Regions from separate parts of the Oryctolagus cuniculus genome. Here region 2 is linked to region 1. A link is a contact called in public Micro-C data. All regions are on one chromosome and are shown on one strand. Each heading gives the region's core, a stretch centred on a gene start, on an enhancer-like site or on the middle of the called end of the contact. The rest is flanking DNA. Distances are from core to core; before and after follow the strand shown.

Region 1 (6,837 bases), core at 2,054-4,553:
TCTGCACGGGGTCTTCTTGGAGACGGGGCTCAGAGGTCAACCCTTAAATACAAGCAGATAGCACCTTTGTGCGCCATTAGCCATCTGAGCAGTGGTCTTAGAGCAGGCTGTGCTGCGCTCCCACCTCCCCAGACAGAACTGCTTGGCAGACAGCGGTGATCCCCACTGCCCAGAAGGTGGGGAGGGAAGTCAATCTGGGCTCCTATATAAGAAAACCTGTTATTTCACAGGATCTTAAAACTGTATCTGACGACAGCTAAATTGGCAAGACATCACACCACCCTGCAGTGGAGCTGTTTGTCCAGTCCGTTAGGTGGCGCTGTATGTTATGTTTTAGAAGTTAAGCCAGACAAACATACTGAAAGGGTGATTTTTTTATAAGCTCTTTAAACTTTTCATTTATAAAAACAGAAGTAAAGCGGACATTCTTTACTGATGAAGCACCGTATCAGATGTTTAGTCTAAAACTGCCTCAGAGTTACAGTACCAATGTCCAGGCACCAGGGAAGTCTTTAACCCATGCGTGCACACAGCACACGTTGCTCCTCACTCAGCACGTGTCTTGTGCAAGTCAGGCATGAAGCACTGGTCCTGGGGAATAGGCTAATCGAAGAACCAGGATGAGGTGTGCAGGCTTTCATCTAACTCCATCCCAGGGTGAAGGCATCCAAAGTATTTTTAAACGTATTGGTTCTAACAGAAAGTAAGCCATTCCTCGTTCTGCTCCGTGTGAGACATAAACTTTCCTATCGACCCCGTTTCATTAGTGCTGCGTTTCTCCTTTAGTTGCTGTTCTGCAATGTGTCAAGAAATCTGCTGTCTTTATTTTACAGAAGAGAAACAGGCGGAAAGGAGAGGGGATTGGAAGGGTCACAGCCATTCAGTAGTGGTGCTCAAACTCGACATTAGGGTTCCTGACCCCTCTTTTCTCAGCTAGTTTAGGGATTTTTTTGGCTTTTGAATAACTCCTTGTCCTTACCCCGGTTAATATTGTTTCTTAGCGATTTATACCCACCATCTCCCTAACTCCTGTCCAAAAAGGTCAAATTTTCTTTAAAAGAATTCTAATTAGCATTTATAATACAAAACCCAAATATTTTATCATAACTCCTTGGCTTAAACCTTTAAGCATTTGGCTGTTGTTACTTAGAAACAAATTTCCAGATGTGGGAATCAGAACCGTATGGAAACGGATCTGGAAAAAGTGTTGATTATCTTTCTAGGAGCATAAAAACTCAGGATTGGAAGAGACTTTATAGTTCACAGAGTTCAACCTTTAATCTCTATTTCCATCCCAATACTTGGAAATAAGTCTACTCTTCACATGCTGAGAACACAATTTTTATTACAGTTAGCAAACATATGCCAGGCATTTTTTTCCTAAGTACACTCTAAGTATTCACTCAGGTCATCTTCCTGTCAGCCCTGTGGAGACAGTACTCCTGCGACCCCCATTTCACAGAGGGAAGCAACCGCAGACTGGGAAGGTAGGTGACTCAGGCCACTCGCCGAGGGGGAGATAAAAAGCAGTTTGGTTCCAGTATCTTAAGTTCTTAACTCCCTTATATTACATGACGGGTCTTCAAAAAGTTCATAGAAGGGCATATTATGATAAAGCTGGATTTCAAGCAATTTGCACCAAAATAAATTTATCTTTTGATTCTACTTTTCTGTGAACCTTTTATGTACCCTTGTACTATGTTGTTCCATAAAATGAAAACAGGAAAAGAAGGGACCAGGGTTAGGCAACGTAAATCTATTTCACAGAAATTACGAAAAAGCCCGAGTCCTAGCAACTTGTGTAGATACTAAAAAGTTGGGCAGCAGTAGGTGGAATTTTCAGGAAAGACATACCCAGCCATCTTTTATGCACCACCCACCTGGGATGTGGACACTTGGATTGGTTTATAGAAGAGCCAGTGGAAGAATAAAAGCCACAAGCCAGGGGCAGGCATTTGACCTGGGGGGTGAGATGCCCACAGCCCATGTTGGAGTGCCCGAGGTTAAGTCCCAGCTTCTTGCCAGTGCACACCCTGGAAGGTAGCAATGATGGCTCACATAGTTGGGTCCCTGCCACCCATTTGGGAGACCTGTATTGAGTTCCTGCCTCCTGGTCTATGTCTGGCCAGACCTGGGTTGAATTCCTGCTGTTGTGGACATTTATGGAGTGAACCAGCAGAAGAGAGCTTTCTTTCAAATAGATAAAAATATGTGAGTAAAAATGGAAAACACACACACACACACCAAGCTAAGCATATTTGTTTATTTCTTGATCTCTGTTTCTAGCAGATTATTGGTGGTTACTGTTTATTCACTGAAAAAGAAAAGGTCCCCCATCCCCACACACACCCCCAAACACACACCCTCTTTTCTGTTTCCTGAGACCCAAGGAATGACAGCCAGGATCCAAACCAGGGCCCCAAATCACAGGCAAAATGAGAAAGTTCATGTTTATGGTTGCATCCCATTAGGTGCTGCTGGCAGAGGATTTACGTTTAGCCCAGGTCCTGCCCTCAGGGAGCCGAGGCCTAGTGACACACAGAGCACTCGTGCTGTACCTGAAAGCCGCGTGGCATCCCCTGCACTTGTCTGTAAGTCCTGACAGTGTCTCCTGTTCCCCTGTGTGTGTGCTTTCCTGCCTTTAATTTGATTATGATCCAGTTTTACACTGGGACTGCATGCATTGGTTTCCTATTGCTGCCGTAATAAGTCACCACAAACTCAGCAGTTTAGAACAACACAGATTCAACTGTCTTGCAGTTCTGGAGGTCAGAAAATGGAAACTGAGTTTCCAGGGGCTAAAAGAACAGCTTTGGAGGCCCAGGGGAGAGCCCATCTCCTTGCCCTTTCCAGTGTCTAGAGGCTGCCCTCCTTCCCTGGCTGGGGCTCTCCCTCTGTCTTCAAAGCCAGCTGCATAGCATCTTCCAGTCCCGGATCCTCCTGCCTGGCTGTGTGCTTTCTAAGGAGTCTCATGACTACGTTGGGCTCCCCCCCGATGAGCTGGGGCGGTCTCCCCACTGCAGGATCCTGACTCACATCCCCAGAGCCCCATCTGTATGTTCGGTAGCATTTCCACACGTTCTGGGAACTGAGCTGTGGACGACTTGGGGGTAGGGGTGCTCTGCTTACCACAGAGTATGTGGCCTATCTTCCTACCCTCCCTCTCACACCCCTCCTACCCCACTCCTTTATGTGCAAGGTCTGCCCCTGTGTCCACTTCTCAGGTTTTCTGACGTGCTAAGAGTTCCTCCCCACAACTTCGGTCTTAAGGGTGGCTTGATAGTGCAAAGTCCTTCTCCTCCTTTTCATGGCTTCTTGCCGCCTCCTCCTCCTCCCCCAGCCCTTCTACCACACACACACACACACACACACACACACACACACACAAGCCCAGCTTCCCGGTGGATCTCTAAAGGAGAAACGCAAAGAGTTATTGCTTTTTAATTACAAGTGCTATTGTGGCATCTATAAGGAAGAACATTTTAAGCTTAATTGAGACCAAATGTGAAGTTAAATTAAATGAATAACTAATTAAAGTAATGCTCCTGTATTAGCCCCGTGTGAATGCTGGGACCCAGAGAGGAGACAGGTACCAGGCTCTGGTGCATAGTCAGTGCCCAGTGCTGAGTGAGCAGGTGGCCTAGGACTGCAAGCTAAGTGCCCAAGGGCAGACCTCAGAGCTTGGTGGCCCCCCAACCCCCGCCCACAACCCCTTCCCCTCCTCTGCCATTTTCCCCAAACCCTCACCTACAGCCCAAGTCCTCATTTCTGAGGCCAGGCTCTGAGCTCCCACAATGCCTTCTGCACATCGCAAGTGCCCACACTTGGGGCTTGGTATTCATGCTAACTTCCTCCCTCTCCCACTCCCTTATCTAAGGGATCATCCAAGTCCTACAGTTTCTTTCCTCCCATTGCCACGAGGATCATTGGCCCTGCAGCCCTGCCCCCTTCCAGGGCTGGGCTAATGAGTGGCATAGCTGTCAGATGACTCACTCTCTCTGCGTGTTTTCTGCATATTGTTTATAAGTGCTTTGGTATTCTTATCTTATCCCCTAACTAGACAAATTCCTCACAGTCAGGGAGTGTAGTTAATGCTTGTCTCCCTTAGCACCATTTTCGGGACGAGGAAACAGACCTCCACAGAGCCGCCCACTCCACCCTGATCTGTCTGCAGCAAAAGGAAGGTTGAGGACAAGCCAAGAAAACTCTGCTCCCGGCTCCCTTCCCGGAGGCAGGACACAGCCCCACGCGGCCTCTAGCAGGATCGTGTCACCACCTAGTGGCTCGAGTGAGTAACACAGACAAGGTCTTCAGTGTTGAGTGCGGCGTAGGCTGCAGCTCCTGCCCTGGTAGGCTCCGAAGACTCCTGCTTTCAGAGCCCCAGTGAGCATCTGGCAGGACAAAATGTACCAACTTGTTATCACTGGGGTGTACACGACCTATTTTAGTGTTGCGGTTCCAGTTTCAGTTCCAGCTGAAACACCAGCCCACAAGGTGTCGCAGTAAAGGCAGCGGTTGTTATCTTATATGGGACTCCAGGCTCCTACACCATCAAGCCTCACATGCTCTGGGAATGCCAGTTGTCACCAGCCCCAGCACGAGCTTGTGGTCTGGGGACTCCATTTGTTGCCCTGCCACGCCCTACCAAGGATGAGCAAGGCACCACTGGCAAAAGAAATCTGTATTGGCGCTGATGGGCAGCTGTAGAGGTCAGGTGGCAATGCCAAGAGCCAGCGCCACCTGTAGCAACGCAGGACTCCCAAGACAGGGGTGGAAGGTAGGAACACAGGGTAGAGAAGGGGCTACGGGTGGCCCATGCAATGATCTGCATACAGAGCAGCCACAGGAATGCACCTGCTGGCTCACTCATGACCTGCTTGTTTAGGTCACCATAGTGCCTGTGCTGAGGGCAAAGTCCTTTGCCTGTGCCCACCGTCGGCTCCAGCCCCAGAGAAGAGCTGGCATGCAGTGGGCACTCAGTAACAATCAGCATTTCATTCTCAAAGTTCTTACTGCACACACTGGTATTTTCAGTCCTGCCCCTTCATCCTGGCCTCACAACCACGCTGACCCAGATGTCATCTTGCACTGTGACAGCCGGGCTAGGACCAGCGTAAGGCAAGGGTCGGCAGGTGCACAGGCCCGAGAGCGAGTGCTCCTCTGAGTTCTGTGCCCGAGGTCGCTCTTTGCCTCACCCTCGTCCCAGTCCTGGCAGAACCGCAGTGGTACTTCCATCACAGTGCGCAAGCTCAGGCCCTTGAATCTCCCATTTCCTCATGCTTGGCAGTCCCCGTCCCGTGCAGAATCTCCCATTCTCTTAGCAGCCCTGTGAGCTGAGTTCAGCTGCGTTGGGCTAAGCTGAGCTGAGTGGGCTGATGTTGGAGGAAGAGGTTTTGCCAAACCCAACCATGGACGTTTCCAGTGTCTTTCACTTTGGGGACCCCGCTGGGACCCTCCATGCTTCTCCTCCAATCGGGGCCTCATATTTCTTTATACCTGAATGGAGAGGAGAGAGGTGATGGAAGAGAAAGTGAGACCCTTAATTGGGGAGAGAGGAGGCAGGCTTCCAGGGCCCCTTAATAACTGCCTTTCATCTCTGCGCCCTATAATTAGGGCCCCCTCTCACCTCTCGGGCAGGGAATAGCAAGGCAGGAATATGCACACACACACACACAAGTGACAAGCTTAAAAGGTATGTGAAACACTGTGCGGTGTACAGCCACATTTGACAGCTTTACAAAGCACCATCTCATATCCCATCTCATCGCAGCATCGGATCAGCCCTGCTGATAAGCACACATCTGATAAGCACACTTGCATCAATGTCTATGGCCACAGGGACCGACGCTGTGGCGTAGCGGGTAAAACCGCTGCCTGAAGTGCTGGCATCCCATATGGGTGCCAGTTTGAGTCCTGGCTGCTCCACTTCCGATCCAGCTCTCCGCTATGTGCTTGGGCCTCTACACCCGTGTGGGAGACTAGGAAGAAGCTCCTGGCTCCTGGCCTCGGATTAGCACAACTCCAGCCGTTGCGGCCATCTGGGGAGTGAACCAGTGGATGGAAGACCTTTTTCTCTCTCCCTGCCTCTGCCTCTTAGTAACTCTGCCTTTCAAATAAATAAATAAATATTAAAAAAAAAATCTATGGACACAGAGGTTCAGGGAATGGGAGCCTGGGCGGAAGGGCATGCCCGCGTTTCTAGCGCTGAGTGAACAAAGAAGCCAGGATTGCCCAGGGGTTTTGGATTCCAGGCCTAGCACTCCACACACTCCCTCACCAGCCTGCCTCCAAGAAGGGCCAGCTTGGGGCAGCAGCAGTGCAGAGAAAGGCAAACGACCCACAGAGGTGAGTCCAATGTCAGGCCACACAGAAGGTTGATGCTTATCTCATGGGCTCTGCCACTCTGTTCTCTGACCTCCAAGTGAGAACAGCGTCCTCCCAAGGTGGCTGAGAGATGTGCGAACGTGCATCGGAGACTGCACCCAATCCCAGGCTCCTCCCTTTCCGCTGCTTCCCTCCTCTGCCGCTCTGCCCTGAGGGCCGCCCCAAAGGAGAACAGGTGGAGGAGCACTGGGTCACGCTTGCCAATCCCTGCGTCCCCGAGCAGGACCAGGGCAGGGCCTGGCAGGATGGGCCCTCCGGGACCACTTCCTGCTTCCCCTGATTCTTCCTGTTTTCCATTTTACCCTCTGGATGAGGATTCTTTAAGGGAAGCACTTGTCCAGACACTGTGCTGGTCACCATGGCCCCAGCAGGTTCTCCCATCCAACCCAAGTGCAGACAGTTCCTTAGCAAGAGCTAAGAGCTCTCAGAAGGAGAGCCTGAAAGGGCACGGGG
Region 2 (7,719 bases), core at 1,505-4,004, 290 kb before region 1:
ACATCTTGAGATGAAAGTTGTATGGTTAGAAGAGCAAGACAAAGAGGAGACAGACCTTGAGCTCACGGCCAGAACAGATTTATTCAGAGACAAACCTGAGAGGGACACCCCTACTAGAGAAGGTATAGTCTGGGGTTTATATAGACAAGGGTGCGTGGGCTATAAGGTAGTGGTACTTCTACTCATGGGTACTTCTGGGGCTGTGGGCAGCAGTGCTGACTGCGAAAGAAAGCAAGGAGTTGGGATCTGCTCTCAGTCACGTAGGCAAGGGACAAAAATAGATCTAAGGCTTTTGTCCTCGCTCCATCAAAAGTTCCCTCTTCTCCAAATAAATAAATAAAATATTAAGTTGGGGGGAAAAAAAGGAATGTTCCTTTTCCCTGGGGCTGGCATAGAGGAAGGGGTTAGGCCACCACCTGTGATGTGGAGCCCCAGTTTGAGTCCTAGCTGCTCCGTGTGCAATCCAGCTTCCTGAATCGGAGGATGGCCAGAGTACTTGAGCCCTTGCCACCCACGTGGGAAACTCAGATGCAGTTCCTGGCTCCTGGCTTGGGCCTGACCTAGCCCTGGCCATTGCAGCTATTTAGAGAGTAAACCAGCGAATGGAAGATTCTCTCTCACTCACTCCCTCTTTCGCTCTATCACTGTCACTCTGCCTTCCAAATAAACAAATAAAATAAATAAATAAATAAATATATATATATTTAAAATTTCCCCCTTCCTGCATCCTAAAAAGGGGTGGGGAGAGTTGGGGATGTGAGATGCACGAGCAGGCAGAATCTGCATGGGCTGAGATCCAGCCACTCAGACAGTCTGGGCTTACCATGAACACGAACGAGTAGGAGACTTCCCCTGATGTGATTCAAGAGGTGCTGGGAAGCCCCCTCCTCGGCTCGCTCAGTCGCCTGCACCGAATCCTGAATGAGCGGCAGCCTGTTCCAGCGGTTGGGGGCCAGAGGCACATTAGGCTCCACGTGGCTAATAAATATTTCCAGGGACTTTCATGTTTGCACAGCGGGGTATCATCATCCCCATTGCACAGACGAGAGCACAGAAGCCCACGAGGGGCAGGAACTCCTAGAGATCACAATCAGCTCACGCAAAGGCTGGAACAGGAACAGAGGGCTTTCTGACTCAATGCACGATGTGGATTGGTGCACTTAATCATCTTTCTTTGAAGAGAATGTGAAAACGGGGGCAGCAGGAAAGGGGAGGACGAAACTTGACTTCCAGCACCTGCTCTTGGGTCTCCATCTCGGGCCCCCATCTTCACTGCCAGTGCCAGCTTCTCCCCATGCCCCAACAAGCCCCTCACATACGAAGTCAAGTCAGCCCCCCACCTCCACCCTGCCACCCCCAGTGATGACTCTGCCAGCAACAGTTCTTCCATGCAGAACCCAAGTAGGCAGGCATGGGTGGTTCCTTAATCAAAGGTGGTTCACTGCTATGCTGGCTTCCCTGGCAAGACCCTGGAGACCTAGAGGCAGAGAAGAGACCTGACTGCTAGGGGCTTCATGCCTCCCGATGCCCAAGGCCCCAACTACAGTCAGCTGCTGCCCCCTGCCAGCTTCCACACAGAGCTCCTCTCTATGGCGCCAAACACCTGCCCCTAGCTGGCTGCTTTTGCTTCTCTTACAGGGGCTGTCCTGACAGTAGGGTACTGCAGTAGGCTACACCCCTCGTGCTGTGGGAAGCCACCCATGTCAGCCCCTGAAGGGGAAGACATCACCAATCACAGGCTCTGTCACCTTGGGCAAGGAACTCAGTTCCTCTGAGCTTCAGTCTCCCCACCAAGTAAAAATGGAGCTAACAATCTCTCCCGGGGCTGCTACAGAGCCGTAGCCCAGGATGCCCTGCAGACCTCGACTCTAAGCATGTTAACACTCTCTTCTGCTAGCCCTATCCTCGGACTCCAGGCCACACCTGGGCACCTGCAGCTCCCATGCACCCTGTACACAACGCTGCCCTCATAAACACTCTTGCTCTCTTTGACTATCACACACACACACACACACACACATACATACACCTCTCATAGGGCCCCTTCCTGCAAACCCTGGACAACCAAAGCCAGTGCCTTCTCTGCAGGACACTCCTGTGACAAGGACATTCCCTCTTCTGAGCTCTCCACCTGACCCAGGCAGCGTGCACTGACCAGCCCAGAGGAAGGCTCCAGCGGCTGCACTGGACTGGTCCGCCAGGGGCCGCTGAGACTCCAGCCTGGCTGGGCTGAGCTTCCAGGAGCTGGCACTCCCTCCAGTGCTGGGGCAAGCCAGAACAGGATCAGTTTCCTGGCAACCAGGAGTCAGTCCAAGGACCTGGGAGGAGGTCAGGACTTGAAGCCATTTGGTAAATATCAGGTTTGGCCCGAACAGGTGGGAGGCAGCAGGGGGCATGGCCAATGTTTGGGAAGGTGCACGGCCCCCAGGGTGCTCCAGGCCTGGGCCTGCCCACTGACCCCCAGCCTTGTGTCCCGTACAGCACCCCTCCAGACTCTACCGTGCCAGGCTGCCTGAACACGCCCGGCATTCGTATCGTCAGGCCTTTGCTCCCATAGCCGCCTCTGCAGGAAGCGTCCTCACTTCCCCTCCTCACCAGCTGGAGCCTGGACTCTCCCAAGAAGCCTTCCGTTCTCTCCATACCCCAGACCCAGGTGGACTGACCCAGCCTCTGGCTCAGCCGTACAGGTGCCCAAGCTCCACTACTGCAGCATTCAGGCCCCTTGATTTGTCATCTCCGTGAGCAGAGGGTTTCCCAGCTCCCATGCCTGGCTCATGCGAGGCTCCCATGTGAACGGCTGGAGGGAAAGAGTGAGTGGTGTGATAAAAGACGCCTCAAAATATCTCCCAACTTGGTCAATCCGGGCAAAGGAAAGACTCGCAAAAGAGCTGGGCTGCCCAAGGCAGTTGGAAGAAGCTTCTGAAACATAGGCCTAGTCCCCTCCATTCTGACTGCAGGGCCTACTGGGTAAGACCAGAACACAGAACACTTGGGGTATGTGTGTGTGTGTGTGTGTGTGTGTGTGTGAGAGAGAGAGAGAGAGAGAGAGAATTAATTAATCTAAAAGGGTTTGTAGGCAGTAGTTTATAAAACACTGGTGCTCCCTGCACTTCCTGGGGTGTTACAGCTATGAGGCTAATAAGAGGGAGGTTATGGACATGGAGTGAGGGGTTTCATGTCCCAACTTTGTGCACTTTCCCAGGAACTCAGTGCTCTTCGCCCTTGCAGTCTGTCTCGGGCCCCCTCACTTTTTTTTAAAGGTGTGTTTTATTTATTTGAAAGGCAGAGTTATAGAGAAAGAGAGAGAGAGAGAGGTCTTCTATCCATTGGTTCTCACTCCCCAAATGGCTGCAATGGCCAGGGCTGGGCCAGGCAGAAGCCAGGAGCCAGGAGCTTCTTCCAGGTCTCCCACGAGGGTGCAGGGGCCCAAGGACTTGGACCATCTTCTACTGCTTTCCCAGGCGCATTAGCAGGGAGCTGGATCGGAAGCGGAGCAGCCAGGACTTGAACTGGCGCCCACATGGGATGCTGGTGCTGCAGGTGGCAGCTCAACCTGTTATGCCACAATGCTAGCCTGACTGCTCACTTTTGACAGAGACCCAAACCAGTGACTTCCAATAGGCCCTTGAGAAAGGCTACCAAAGTCTCAGTGTGTTCATGCCTGCATGCATATGTGTGTAAGAGATTTTTCTAGCTGGAAAAACATATCTGATGTGCTTATTGTATTCCTAATAAGAAGTAATTAAAGTTCAATCCAATCTGGGCTGCTGGAGCCATCCAGAAGATGATGTAAAAAAATCAAGTCAGGAATGTGGGTGAACAAGGACTGGGAAACAGGATTCCATTTTTCACACCCACGCTTCTCAACAGTCCTGTGGGGCGGGGAGGGCACAAGTTATTTCCATTTCACAGATGCAGAAACTAAGGCTAAAAAGGGACTAGGAGCTCCACTAGGGAAACAACTCTGTTAACCTCACACCTTGTCCGCACTACCCACAGGAAACACCCCATATTTATTGAATGGATGAGTGGATGAAAGAAGTAGTGCTGAGGGGCTGATGATGTGGTGCAGTGGGCTAAGCTGATGCCTATGGTGACAGCATCCCACATTGGAGTGCTGGTTGCAGTCCTGGCTGCTCTGTTTCGGCTCCAGCTTCCTGTTAATGTGCCTGGAAAGGCAGTGGAAGACGGTCCAAGTGCTTGAGCCCCTACCTCCCATGTGAGAGACACAGATGAAGTTCCAGGCTCCTGGCTTCTGCCTGGCCCAGACCTAGCTGCTGCAAGCATATGGGGATTGAGCAAGTAGACAGACAATCTCACTCCCTCTGCCTGTCTCACCCTCTTTGTACCCTTCTACCTTCCAAATAAATAAATAAATATTTCAAGGACTAACACTGGAAGTTCTTGCCTCAATGTGTACAATGCAGCAGCAGCGGGGCTAGTGCTTCCTCTGCAGGCCAGCAGCTCCAAGCACGGTCAGCGTCCTGGGCCCTCGCTCACCCAATCCCTGCCTGCTTGGCACTGGGACACCGTAGCTCCTCGATGGCTCACGCTGGTGGAGGGGGGGAGTAAGGCACGGAAAGTGCTCCTCGGTGCTGCTGCTTGTGTCACCTGCTCCCTGATTTATTTTAGGCTTTGTATCCTTGGGCCATTAACTATTTTTGTAACTGTTTAGGGCACTCATCCTGCTTGGCCACAAGGGAATAGATCATAAAACCCCTATGCTTTTGGTAAGTAGCAGAATTAAGGTAGTCAATTCATCAAATAAAAAAGCCCAGAGCGACCAGGCCAAACTTCAAAGTCACGGGCCAGCCGGCCATCTCCCACGTAGGGGGAAAGGCCCCATGGCTGGACCTGGAGGTCACTTTTGCCTTTTACACAATGAAGAAGCCAGGTCCTCGGTGAGCTGGAGTTCAGGGATATGTCCAGTTTAAAGACATGGGTGGCCCACGCGGGCAGGGAGAAAGGTCACTGCACACAAAGAGAAGAAAGGCCCCACAGAAAATAAAAGAGAAAGACAAGAGTCTGTTTTGATGAGTCAAAGCCAGGGAAGGTAGGTCCCCCATATGGTCCCTGGGGTGCCACCCCCAGGGGCAGAGGGAGCTGTCAATCACAGCTGCAGAAAAGACTTGGGGAACTTTCAAAGCCGCTGAATTAACTCGATGGCTGCAAAGCCAATGTGTTTCACAGGCAGCTGAGCAGAGGGCCCCCGCAAGGCAGGGGGCTCGAGCCCTTAAAGAGATGAGAGGAATGTAAACGAGTGTGAAAACATCTGAACCAGCTTCTGCCCGTCACAGCTGCATGGCCTGGGTGGAGGCCATTCACAGCCGGGGGCCCAGCCAGCCCCTTCTGCCTCCAGTTAATGAAACCAGCATGGGGATCCTAATGATTGATCAAAGCGCATCCAGCTTCCTGGGGACCCCGTACCCCTGGCCGCACCTGGAGTGGGACTGGTGCTAGGACAGGCAGGAAGGGAAGGTACTGGGAGGGGCATGGCAGACATGGCTTCCATGGCTAGCCCCAGCCTTAGTCTCCCCTTGCAGGATAGGCGGAGTCTTAACCCCAAATCTCCAAGCTCCACCTCCTGGAGTCCTGGACCCCATTCTCCTCACTCTGAGGGTTACTGGACAGATGATGTGGGGGAGGGGGCAACGCAGCTTTTGCCAAAGGGCATCAAGCAAGTGCCTGTCTTCCTTCTAAAGGGGGCTCTCCACACTGGTCCCCAGGTGCGAGTTCTGACTTTGCTTCTCTCAAGTCAACAATAAGGCTGCCTCCTGGGTGAACTGGCAAAGCCCTTTTACTGTCATCCCCCAGTCTAGTCCTGCTAGGTAAGCACCTCCTGACCCATCCACCAGCCTGTTCCCAGTCCACTTCTGGCTGAGTGCTTATATCCCCAGGGCCCATGCCCAATGTGTGGTCCTGCAACCTTGGAGACTTCTGCTTTCCAGCCACTGCTTAGGCAGCCTGACATGCTGGGGACACACAGACTGAAGAACAGCAAACATCGGACTCGTGTGCAAACCGAGCTGACAAAATGTATGTCTTCCCTATCAGCAAGGGCAAAGACATGCGTGGGACAGTTGGTGTGTGTCTATGGGTGAGGAAGAGTGTGGTGGGGCATGCTAACTGCAAGGTGCAGGTGGAGGAGCTGTGCTTTTGCCGGCACTGCTGGGGGAACTCTGGAAGGAAGAACACCAAGCGCAACAAAATGGAGGGGGGAACGGTGCTGTGGTGTAGTGGGTAAAGCAGCCACTTTACAGTGCCGGCATCTGATAAGGGCGCCAGTTTGAGTCCCTGCTGCTCCACTTCCAATCCAGCTCTCTGCTATGGCCTGGGAAAGCAGTAGAAGATGGCCCAAGTCCTTGGGCCCCTGCACCCGCATAGGAGACCCGGAAGAAGCTCCTGGCTCCTTTGGATCGGCGCAGCTCGAGCTGTTACGGCCAACTGGGGAGTGAACCAGTGGATGGAAGACCTCTCTCTCTCTCTCTGCCTCTCCTTCTCTCTCTGTGTAACTCTGACTTTCAAATAAATAAATAAATCTAAAAAAAGAAAAAGAAAGCAAATGAAGGGACTTGACTAGACTTGACAGGCGGGGACAGAGTGCATGAAAGAAGGGTTCCCAAGATCATTGTGGGAGAGAGGGAGTCAGGAGAGGCTCTTGCTTGAGCTACGGCATCGAACACAACTCTGAGAGCTCCATTCAAGGTGCCTGGGCTGCACGGATAGGGTGCCTGAGAAAGCCCAGGTACCGCACAGCCAGGCTCACCATGGCAGGGTCGCAGAACTGAAGGGGAGTGATGGAATTCACACAGTGCATTGGGCTGCGGGACCACACACCTCGTTCTATCCAGGTCTCCCTGGAGACAATGTTTTGATTAAACAGTCATTGCACAAGTCCATGATCCCTTGGTGACTGGCCCCTCCCCCTTTGGGGCCATGAAGTGAGGGACTGGTGATCAAGGGCCCACCTACAGCATGCTGGGAGTGACAAACTGTAGTCAGACAATCCACGGTGCAGCTATTCTCATACAGTTCACCCGGAAGCCTCTGGCAGAAGGAAATAGGCTAGGGAAAAGGTTCTACTGGGTTGTTGCTTGTACACCTTCTAAATATACAGTCTTCCACGCACAATAAACAGACTGTGTCCTACAATTAACCATGGAGTCTCCGCAGGATGAGCTGAAACAGAACGGAGGGGCTAGAAACAACTTCACCATGGTGCCCAACAGCGTCCTGGGCTTGTGCCCAAACAGTACGAGCCCATAACCACTAACGCTTCTCTACTAAAAAGGGAAGAAAAAACACTTTCCTTCATTTTTAATAACTTTATTCCCTAAACTTCAAAAATGAAATTGCCAAGTTAAGAACTTGCCTTGCAAAAAAATTTCTAATTTATTAGAAAGAAGGTTCCGGGGCTTGGGAATTTTTTTTAATGCAGATTCCTAATTTTCCAAAGTGAGATTCTCCTGTGCATTTGAATAGATTATGCTCAGTATTGCTAGCCCTTAGCACACCGGGAACATTATTAAAACGATCGCACGGGTCTCAGAGGGAAGGGCTCTGCTTCTTGCTTCCTCTTTCATTCTAGCCTGTGCAGGAGAGAGACTGCCCATTTGCTGCCTGTGGAAGAAACTGGGTTTCTGCACAGGTGGTTTAGAGACGAGCTCAGCTGTCCCGGCCTTGAGGAAGCACGTCGTGGAGGCCCCAGAGTAATGGGGT

What was found. Hi-C and Micro-C count contacts between places; a contact is called where the count stands out from the background.
Region 2: a Micro-C map of ear pinna shows a contact between it and region 1, with 5 times the contacts expected there. The contact joins two enhancer-like sites. A contact is called at or near these places in 2 of 6 Hi-C or Micro-C datasets (ear pinna and psoas muscle).

Annotation. Positions count from the first base shown.
Region 1 is chr1:118,307,432-118,314,268 of mOryCun1.1, reverse strand. SLC37A2 (solute carrier family 37 member 2) reads right to left here. Exons shown (of 18, transcript XM_008259839.4): 18 at 4,667-5,496. The coding sequence ends at 5,481. Among named protein-coding and RNA genes, the nearest start is that of TMEM218, 18 kb to the left of the region's middle. Within about 2 kb of position 3,303, at least 5 of the 8 cell types and tissues checked have an H3K27ac peak or open chromatin away from gene starts, as enhancers often do. A contact at or near this core is called in ear pinna, where this site is marked.
Region 2 is chr1:118,591,861-118,599,579 of mOryCun1.1, reverse strand. The region is part of intron 3 of PKNOX2 (PBX/knotted 1 homeobox 2); the gene reads right to left. Among named protein-coding and RNA genes, the nearest start is that of FEZ1, 140 kb to the left of the region's middle. Within about 2 kb of position 2,754, at least 2 of the 8 cell types and tissues checked have an H3K27ac peak or open chromatin away from gene starts, as enhancers often do. A contact at or near this core is called in ear pinna, where this site is marked.